Linked DNA regions of Ovis aries: region 1 is linked to region 2. A link is a contact called in public Hi-C data. All regions are on one chromosome and are shown on one strand. Each heading gives the region's core, a stretch centred on a gene start, on an enhancer-like site or on the middle of the called end of the contact. The rest is flanking DNA. Distances are from core to core; before and after follow the strand shown. Region 1 overlaps IL1R1 (interleukin 1 receptor type 1). Region 2 has its middle 34 kb from the start of IL1RL2.

What was found. Hi-C and Micro-C count contacts between places; a contact is called where the count stands out from the background.
Region 1: a contact with region 2 is called in a Hi-C map of skin fibroblasts, with 5 times the contacts expected there. The contact joins two enhancer-like sites. A contact is called at or near these places in 2 of 16 Hi-C or Micro-C datasets (skin fibroblasts and tail adipose tissue).

Annotation. Positions count from the first base shown.
Region 1 is chr3:99,626,947-99,631,980 of ARS-UI_Ramb_v3.0, reverse strand. The region is part of intron 1 of IL1R1 (interleukin 1 receptor type 1); the gene reads left to right. Among named protein-coding and RNA genes, the nearest start is that of IL1R1, 12 kb to the left of the region's middle. Within about 2 kb of position 3,385, at least 12 of the 54 cell types and tissues checked have an H3K27ac peak or open chromatin away from gene starts, as enhancers often do.
Region 2 is chr3:99,444,965-99,450,271 of ARS-UI_Ramb_v3.0, reverse strand. No RefSeq gene overlaps it. Among named protein-coding and RNA genes, the nearest start is that of IL1RL2, 34 kb to the left of the region's middle. Within about 2 kb of position 1,596, at least 18 of the 54 cell types and tissues checked have an H3K27ac peak or open chromatin away from gene starts, as enhancers often do.

The sequences.
Region 1 (5,034 bases), core at 2,136-4,635, 180 kb before region 2:
TGCTTGTAGGAGAAGGCAACGGCATCCCACTCCAGTACTCTTGCCTGGAAAATCCCCTAGACGGAGGAGCCTGGTAGGCTGCAGTCCATGGGGTCGCTCAGGGTCGGACACGACTGAGTGACTTCACTTTCACTTTTCACTTTCATTCATTGGAGAAGGAAATGGCAACCCACTCCAGTGTTCTTGCCTGGAGAATCCCAGGAACTGGGGAGCCTGGTGGGCTGCCGTCTATGGGGTCGCACAGAGTCGGACACGACTGAAGTGACTCAGCAGCAGGGGATCCTACGCATCTCTTCCTTAGTCTTTGCTTGGAATAATTGCCAGAGGTCAAGGACATCAGCGTATTTAAAGTTCTTGATTCTGTTACTCAATTAATCTAGGAAAGTGCTAGTCATGTGCACCCCCTCCAGCACTGGATGAACACCTTTTTCACCTTTTTCTCACACTTTCACCAGCATTGGGTTTTTTACCTTTTTTTTTTTTAAGTGTTCTAATCTGATAACTGGAAAGGAGTCTTCTGTTGTCTTAATTTGCTTTAAGAACACTTTTTTTATGAAACCTCTGGCTTCCTATTCTGCCCCTTTGGGTTCAGCTTCTTGTCTTCTTTTGGTTAGTCATCATCAAACCAATCCTTTCTCAGAGTAACTTTTGCCAACCTAATTTCTGTGGTCTTTGACCTCATTTGATGTCTCTCAGCAAGCTCACTGAGTGTGTGGGGAGTTGAATGCTTTTGCTGACTTTCTACCATTTGAACAACCCAGAGCAAACTCAGTCTTTTTATCTCCTTTTTCTCTATTAAATTTAGAGATAAGGACTGGCTGTCCACCCCACCACGTGATTGAACTGGGGACATAAAGGGAAAGGCTAGAGGAATGTTCTTTAAAAAGAAAAAAAGTAAAAATACCAAATGGTACTATCACCGTTGTTATAATATGAAGTTCATATATAGCCTCGCCTTATGAAGTGTCTAGTTTTCAGAGAGCTGCGTGCTGAAATTTTGGTGTTGTCGAAATAGTTCTAAACTTGAAAACATGTATGTATTTCAACATATTTCTTTGTTCTTAGATTCAGCGGCACAGGGACATAGTTTGAAGATGGATTTGTCTTATTGCTTGCTTATCTGCGTATGGGGTCACATGCTAGTTTTCTCGTATCCCATGGTCACCATCCACTTGCTCTGCTCTGATCCCCAGTCAGAACTTTTCAAAGGCAGAGCCTGGTTTTATGTGTTCCTCTCTTTCCAGGACCTGGTTTAGGGTCTGACACCCTTTGAGGGGGGGGCATAAACATTTTTTGAATGAGTCAGCGAAAGCAAGCTAGGAACATTTTAACCCAACTTCCCAGGGAAATGAATATCCCCTCAAGAGGAATTATGGAGCATTTTCAAAAGTGGAGCTTTTTTCCTGGGGTGCACTGACTGTTTTCTTTGTTAAATGTGGGTTGGTTTCTGTTCTACTGAGTACAACTTTAAAGCTCTGAATGGGTGTGAAGCGGATGAATTCCAACCAGGGGTAGATCCAGGAAAATGGAGATGGTGCCTTTAGTGAGTGCAAGTCCCATGGACTTGCCACAAGTATGGAAGGCTTTACAAGGGGTACAGGATTTCACTCTGACCTCAGTGGTCGGCTGTTCAAATCAGGGTCAAGTACATGCTCAGCAATGGTTTGACACTCATAGTGGATAAGTAATAATGATGGCAAATAACCAGTAGAGCACTTCCTTAATGTGGGACCCCCGGTTCTGAGTGCCTTCTGTATGAGGGAGTCTTTATTATCATCTTACTTTGCAGATTAAGAAATGGAAGTGCAGAGATGTGATTTGCCTGAAGTCACATCAGCAGTTAGCGCACGCCTGGGGTTCATGACACAGCCTCACTCTAGAGTTCACGGGCTGCTGGACTCAAGGGATGATGAATGAAAACACGTGGTTCATGTGCTTTTGAACAAATAGCACACAATTTAAAAGGCTTTAAAAAGGTTATTCAACCAAGTCTTTCCCTCTTTCTCATCAATAGGTGACTGCTACTAGTCTCTTCCACCTCTTTCTTGCTGTATCTGTCAGAGTTCTCTCTTTGGAGAGCCAGTGGGGGATTGATATGTACGTAGATGTATTAATATGTAGATATTGATATAGCTGTTTCAGTCTCCTGTTATATACGTGTCTGTCTATATCTATCTATGAAGAGTTTTTTCCTTTTTTAACTTTTTATTTTGTATTTGAATATAAGTGATTAATGGGCTTCTCCAGTGGCTCAGTGGTAAGGAATCCTCCTGACAATGCAGGAGATGTGGGTTCCTTCTCTGGGTTGGGAAGATCCCCTGGAGAAGGAAATGGCAACCCACTCCAGTATCTTCGCCTATGAAAACCCATGGAGCTTGGTGGCATACAGTCCATGGAGTCGCAAAAGAGTCGGACACGACTTAACAACTAATAGCTGGCTAACTATTTTGTGATAGTTTCAAGTGAACAGCCAAGGGACTCAGCCATACATATATATGTATCCATTCTCCCGCAAACTTCCCTCCCATCCAGGCTGCCAGGTAACACTGAGCAAAGTTCCCTGTGCTACACAGTAGGTCCTTGTTGGTTATCCATTTTAAACAGAGCAGTGTGTACACATCCATCTCATGCTCCCTAACTATCCCTTTCCCCCAGCCAGGAAGATTCTTATAATAAGGTATGGATTGGCTCATGCTATTATGGAGGCTTGAGGAGACCCAGGAAAGCAGATGGTATAGTTAGAAGGCCAGAGAGCAATGGTGTAGACTCCCGTCCAGTCCAAAGGCTTGAGAATCAGAATTGCCAAGTGCAGAAGATGGACGTCCTTGATCAAGTTTTCAGGCGAAGTTAAATCAGTCTTCCTGTGCCTTTTTGCTCTATTTAGGTCCCCAAGGGATTGGAGGAAGCCCACCCACTCTGGAACGGGGGCTATTTGCTGTACTCCGCTCACCAATTCAGGTGGTAATCTCTTTCAGAAACACCCTCACAGACACACCAGCTATTTGGAGGTTTCAGTTGACACAGAAAGCTAACCATCACACACTAAGGACATACACTCTTCTGTGCGTTGGTGCACGCTAAGTTGCTTCAGTCATGTCTGACTCTTTTCGATGCTATGGACTATAGCCCACCAGGCTCATTTGTCTATGAGCTTCTCCAGGAAAGAATACCAGAATGGGTTGCCATGCCCTCCTCCAGGGGATCATCCTGACCCAGGTCTCTTGCATTGGCAGGCAGATTCCTTTCCACTGAGCCACCAGGGAGCCCACGCTCTTCTGTGCTTGGGTCTATATCTGCATCAGAAAAAGCTTCCTTTTAACCTTTTGCTGACTCAAGTTGTTTGCAGTCTTTTGCTGTTACAACTGATGTTGCAATGAGTAGCAAATAGCCATGCCTCTGTCATTTTGCAGAAGTGCTAGCAAGAGTATTTGTTGGCTGCATTCCTAGAAGTGGAACTGCCAGGTCAAAGGCTGAGTGTGTTTGTGATTTGATGTATATGTCAAGATTTCCCACCTGTTACAACAGGTTGTAACAATTAACAGCCCTGCCAGGAATGTTTGAGAGAGTATTTCCTCATGTGCCTACCAAAATAGGTATGCTAGCAAGCTGGTGGGTGTTTTTGTTGTTTTTAAATTTTTCATACCTTATATAACTGAGGATTTTTAGACTTTATATTTTTAAAGATTTCTTTCTTTCTTTCTTTTTTTTTTTTTTTTGGATGTGGGCCATGTTTTAAGTCTTCATTGAATTTGTTAAAAATGTTGCTTCTATTTTACCTTTTGGGTTTTTGGCCACAAGGCATATGGGATCTTAACTCCCTGGCCAGGGATCAAACCCATACACCCTGCATTGGAAGGTGAAGTCTTAACCACTAGACTGCCAGGGAAATCCCTAGACTATTTTTTGAAAGCACTTGTAAGTTCACAGCAAAATTGAGGGGCAGGTAAAGAGATTTCCCATATAACCCTTGCCCCCACGTGTGTATAACCTGCTCCCTCCCTTCCCAGGGTGGTTCATTCCTTACAACTGATGAACCTACGCTAACACACCGTCATCACCGGAAGTCCACAGTCTGCCTTAAGACTCACTCTAGGTGTTGTATATTCTGTGTGTTTAGGCAAATGTAGGATGACATGTACCCATCATTACAGTGTCACACAGGGTATTTCACTGTGCTTCACCTGTTCATCTCTCCTTCCAGCCCCTGGCAACCACTTAAGTTTTTACTGCCTCCATAGTTTTGGGCTTCCATGGTTGCTCAGAAGGTGAAAAACCTGCCTGCAATGCAGGAGCCCCAGGTTTGATTCGTGAGTTGGGCAGCTCTCCTGGAGAAGGCCGTGGCAACCCTCTCCAGTTTTCCTGTCTGGTGACTTTCAAGGAGAGAAGAGACTGATGAGTCAAAGCTCACGGGTTGCAAAAAGTCGGACACGACGGAGTGACCAACACTGTTTTCACTCTTTTGCCTCTTCAGAATGTAAATGTTATGTAGTCTTTTCAGACTGACTTCTTTCACTTAGGATTTTGCACTGAAGATTTCTTCATGTCTCTTCATAGCTTGAGAGCTCATTTCTCTTCAGCACTGAATAACATTCCATCATCTAAATGGACCACACTTAAATTATCCATTCACGCCCTGAATGGTATCTGGGCTGCTAGCAAGTTTTGACAATTATTAATAAAGCATCTATTAAGCGTCCACGTGCAGGTGTTTGTGTGGATGTAAGTTTTCAGCCCCTTTGGATAAACATCAAGGAGAGTGACTGTAGGATCCTACAGTAAGAGTTTGTTTAGTTTTATAAGGAACTGTCAGACTGTCTCCCACAGCGGTGGCACTTTCTGCCTTCTCACCAGCTGTGACTGAGAATTTCTGTTGCTGCACGTCCCTCATGGGATCTGCTGTCAGTGTTGTGGATTTTGGTCGCTTTGCTGTTTAGCTGATAGATTGCATCCGACCCTTTTGGGACTCCATGGACTGTAGCCCACCAGGCTCCTCTGTCCATGGGATTTCCCAGGCAAGACTGCTGGAGCAAGTTG
Region 2 (5,307 bases), core at 347-2,846:
TGGCCCTCAGGTGGTTTTCTTGTCTTTACCAGGAGGCTGCCCAGCCCCCACCTCCCAGCCCCTGGGAAGAGCAGAAAGCGCATCTTTTCTGAATGCAGGTGCAGAATGGGGCCGTGGGGAACAGGGCTGCACTCGCGTCAGCTGAAACGGTGGCACTAAAATGTTTCAAGGGGCGTCTCCTGCTGTGGTTTGCTCTGTCTCCTCTTCCCTGCCTGCCTCCAGTTTCCTGATGCAGGAGGTGCTGGGGTGGCATTCTTAGACCCACCTGAGCTCTGCCACAGAGGAGAGCTGGATGGGGTGAGAGCCAGCGGTCCCAGTGGACTCAAAGCCTGTGCCTGAAGACTGTGTACCCCTGACCTCCTCTGTCCACAATGAAATACTGTGTTGTTCAGTCACTCAGTTGTGCCTGACTCTGTGACCTCACGGACTGCAGCACACCAGGCTTCCCTGTCCGTCACTATCTCCCAGAGCTTGCTCAATCTCATGACCATTGATTCAGTGATACCATCCAACCATCTCATCCTCTCTCATCCCCTACCTGCCCTCAATCTTTCCCAGCATCAGGGTCTTTTCCAGTGAGTTAGCTCTTTGTATCAGGTGGCCAAAGTACTGAAGCTTCAGCATCAGTCCTTCCAATGAATATTCAGGGTTGGTTTCCTTTAGGATTGACTGATTTGATCTTGCTGTCCAAGGGACTCTCAAGAGTCTTCTCCAGTATCGCAGTTCTAAAGCATCAATTCTTCGGTGCTCAGCCTTCCTTATAATCTAACTCACATCCATACATGACTACTGGAAACACCACAGCTTTGACTATACGGACCTTTGTTGGCAAAGTCACACCTCTGCTTTCTAATACATTGTCAAGGTTTACTATAGCTTTTCTTCCAAGGAGCGAGTGACGTTTAATTTCATGGCTGCAGTCACCATCCACAAGGCTTTTCTGGTGGCTCAGACAGTGAAGAATTTGCCTGCCAATGCAGGAGGTGCGAGTTTGTTCCCTGGGTCAGGGCATGGCAACCCACTGCAGTATTCTTGCCTGGGGAAGCCTATGGACAGAGGAGCCTGGCAAGGCTACCGTTCATGGGGCCACAAAGAGTCAGACCTGACTGAGCAGCTAACACTTTCACTTTTCAACCATTGTCCGCAGAGATTCTGGGGACTAAAAAAAGTAAAATCTGTCCCTGTTTCCACCTTTCCCCCCTATTTGCCATGAAGTTATGGGACTGGATGCCATGATCTTCAGTTTTTGACTGTTGAGTTTTAAGCCAGCCTTTTCACGCTCCCCTTTCACCCCCATCAACAGGCTGTATCAAGTGGTGAGTCTGGCTCCTCTTGGGTTGCATAACTTCTGGGTCAAAGTGCTTTGTTCTTCTGTGACCGCAGGGCGGCGGAAGTCTTCCCTGTAGCCAAGTCTTGAGCCAACAGGACTTCCTGCCTGTGTAACAGGATGACATCAAGAGGGAAAGAAAGTAGCCCCGTGGGTGAAGGATCTTGTGAAAGAGAAAAGCATTTCCTCTCTTGAGACAGGGGGAACCGAGGTTAACGCCCCAGCTTGGAGCCATCAAAGATCTCCCCGCGGCGCTACTGCGCCCTCTGCTGGCGAATCCGAGTGAACGCGCCCCTTGTTTGGGAGCCTGCAGCATCCCGGACTGAGAACGCAGCATCCTTACCCTCGCAGGTGCCCGCGCAGCCTGTCGGGGTCTCCACCTTAAGGCCATTTTGTCTCCTCCTTCTTAGGCTGTGGGAAAGGTTGAGAGAGGGCCATTTTCTAAGCCTGCCACTGAGTTTCTAACCCTCGGGCTTTCAAGCCTGCAGCCCTCTGTCCACGAGTTGTGATGGGGACCAGGAGGCTGCGCTTTCATGCCCACAAGGCAGGGGTCTGAGGTGGTGATTCCTGAAAGATTGCCCCGCCGCATACTGCCTGGGTTCCAACCACACTCCGCACCTACTGAGTTCATCTGCTAAATCTGACTTCTTAGTCCCTCAAGGCAGTATTCTGCTTTAGTTTCTTCCTCTGTAAAAAAAAACAAAAACAAAAAAAAACCAAGTATCAATATTGCAGGACAATCAGCCAGTAAAACTGGTGCCTAGTGAGACCTCAGTGAGCGCTGGCTTTTATCATTCTTACATTGTTGCAGTAATTCATGGGCTTCCCTGGTAGCTCAGCTGGCAATGCATAAGGCGCAGGTTCCATCTCTGGGTCAGAGAGATCCCCTGGAGAGGGCATGGCACCCCACTCCAGTGTTCTTGCCTGGGAAATCCCGTGGACAGAGGAGCCTGGTGGGCTACAGTCTACGGGGTCACAAGAGAGTCGGACACGACTCAGTGACTGAACAACACCAGTGATACTTCATATTATTTTTACTGTGATGTCATTTTTACTATAACTGTTATTTCACAGTTATTAATTTTGTTGCCACACTAATGATAACAGCGATAAGTAACATTTACGGAGCGCTCACAACATTTCAGACATTTTTCTACATGCTCTGTACATAATGGCTCATCATCAGCGCTGCGAGGAGGCACCCTAAGGATTTCCACTTTGCAAGTGAGGAAGGAGCCTTGGTCTGGTGTTAGAGGGGCTTGGGAGGCAGAGAACCTGGGTTCCGGGTGGCTAGTCTCGCTGTTCCATTAGCCCAGTGAGCCATCTCTAGAATCCAGGTAACAGTAATACTTTCTTGATAGAGAGTAGTAAATATTAAGTGCAATATGTGGAAAGGGCTGGAAGTCCTACACACAACTGCTAATCAGTATTACTGTGAATATAGTTTACCCAAGACTAATGTATATAACTGAGTTCAGAGTAGTTCCACCTTATGAAAAACCTGATTTTACATATATAAAAAATAAGCTCATGAATTCAGAGAGTGATTATAACGGGTTGGCCAAGACATTTGTTCGATGTTTTACATAACATCTTACAGGGAAAAACATGAGTGAGCTTTTGACCAACCCAATATTTTTGCTTTTTTAGTGAAAATAGATTATGGGGCTCATTTAGTGAGTGACTCTCAAAGTTTATATGAACCAAATAAAAAAATGTAAAAACATAAAACACTGAAAAAATATAGATATATATTATATTGGATCCAAATAAAGGAAAGGAAGGACGTATTTTCCCCCATAATTGTAAGTAAAATAGAAAAGCATAGAATAAACTGAAAAAAATGTGAGCAAGAATAAGAAAGATAAGGATTGCTATTCTTAATGCCCACTAGAAAAAGGGCCAGAAGATATGAATAGGAAATTCATAAAATAAGGGCAAATGCCTAGAAGAGAAAGTGGGGAACATGGCAAGTCACCTGTCGCTACAAGTTCAGGACGCTTACAATGTGCCAGACTCCTACACTAACCTCTTCAATATAATCTCTCATTTACTACTGTCAGTGACCTTATATTTTCTCCACATTAAAAATGAAGAAGTTAAGGATATAAGAGGTCACCCAGGAGTAAGCAGTTGCAAGAAATGGGCCTAGGGAAATGCATCACTAAGTGTTTAATGATACTGTAGCTTTGCCCTTAAGTGTCTTGATGTGATAATAATAGTATCGTTATGTTTCCAAAAGAGTCCTTGCATTTTGGATGGGATATAACGAAGCATTTATGGATGAAATACTAGGATGTCAGAGATTAGCCTCAAAATAATTCAGCATAGAGAGAGGAGGAACCCTTTAGAGAATGGGTGAAAAAAGATGACTGTGAACGATGTTCATCGGGGCCCATGGTATTATTCTCTCTATTTTTGTATATATGTGAACTTTTCTCCAAAATAAGTTTGAACATTCCAGTAGGTTAAAAGGAGATTTTAAAAAAAACAACTATCTCTCAGACACTTGAGCAAATTTGCCTATGAAAAAAGAAAAAGATTTGTTTTTCTAGCTAAGGGAAAAGGCGTGTGGTTTTCTTTTATTTTCAAAAATATAAAGAGCTTTTCCTTTTCCTGATTATTTGCCCATTGGAAACATTTGTAAAAACATGAAAGTATTAAAAATGTTTACTAATATTTTTGTGTATATATGAATATTTACATAGATCTGATCTCACAATCTGTACCTAATTGTTCCCCAATAACAGACTAATATATCAGCATGCCAGCATATCATGGACATAATTACAATCCAATAAGATAGAACTACATGGTTTTTGTTGAGATATAATTGACATATAACTATACTAGTTTCAGGTTACGACATAATGATTTGATATTTGTATTATTGTGACACGGTCCCCACAATAAGTCTGGTTAACATCCCTCATCACACATAGTTGCCATTTTTCTTTCTGTAATGAGAATTTTCAAGATCTCCTTTCTTGGGACCTTTCAAACATACAACACAGGATTATTAACTATATTCCCCACCTACCAGTTTCAATGGTTGCCTAGCATCCTACAGGAATGCCCTCATTGCTCAAAGAGTAAAGAATCTACCTGCACTTCAGGAGACCTGGGTTTGATCCGTGGTCAGGAAGATCCCCTGGAGAAGGAAATGGCAACCCACTCCAGTATTCTTGCCTGGGAACACCATGGACAGAGGAGCCTGGAGGGCCACAGTCCAGGGGGTCGCAAACAGTCGGACACAACTGAGCAACTAATACTAGCATCCCATTGGATGGAAGTATTATAATTTTTAAACTAATCCTTGATTTAAGGATCTTTCGGGACTTCCCTGGTGGTCCTGTGGTTAAGACTTCACCTCCCAGCACAGGGGATTCGATTCCTGGTCGGGGAGCTAAGATTCTACATGTCTCATGGCTAAAAATCCAAAACATAAAACCAAAGCAATATTGTAATGCATTCAATAAAGACTTTTAAAAATGGTCCATAAAAAAATCTTTAAAAAAATTTTATAAAAAAAGGGTCTTTAGGTTTTTTCCAATTTGTTGCTTTTGCAAATGTGGTGCATTCATCTGGTGATTTGCCTTGGATAGGTGACTGGAAATAGAATTTCCAAGTTAAGACATCTGAAACACCCTTCCAAATTCCCCTTCAGAAAGCTTGTGGTTGTGACTCATACCATACTGGTTGAAGATACCAGAGAGTGAAATCTTTATTCATAGATGAAGAATTTCAGGCTCATGTTTGAATTGTTATTTTGGTCATAACAATGGAAAAATTCTTGTTTATACATTTGTGTATGCTTCAAAAGAGATGATCAACAAGATGGGGTGGGATATTTGGGGCTTGAAGGGCCAGGTTACACACTTCTCGGGGCGGGGGAAGTGTGTAACCTGTGTAAAGGAGTTCAGTTCAGTCGCTCAGTCGTGTCTGACTCTTTGCGACCCCATGAATCGCAGCACGCCAGG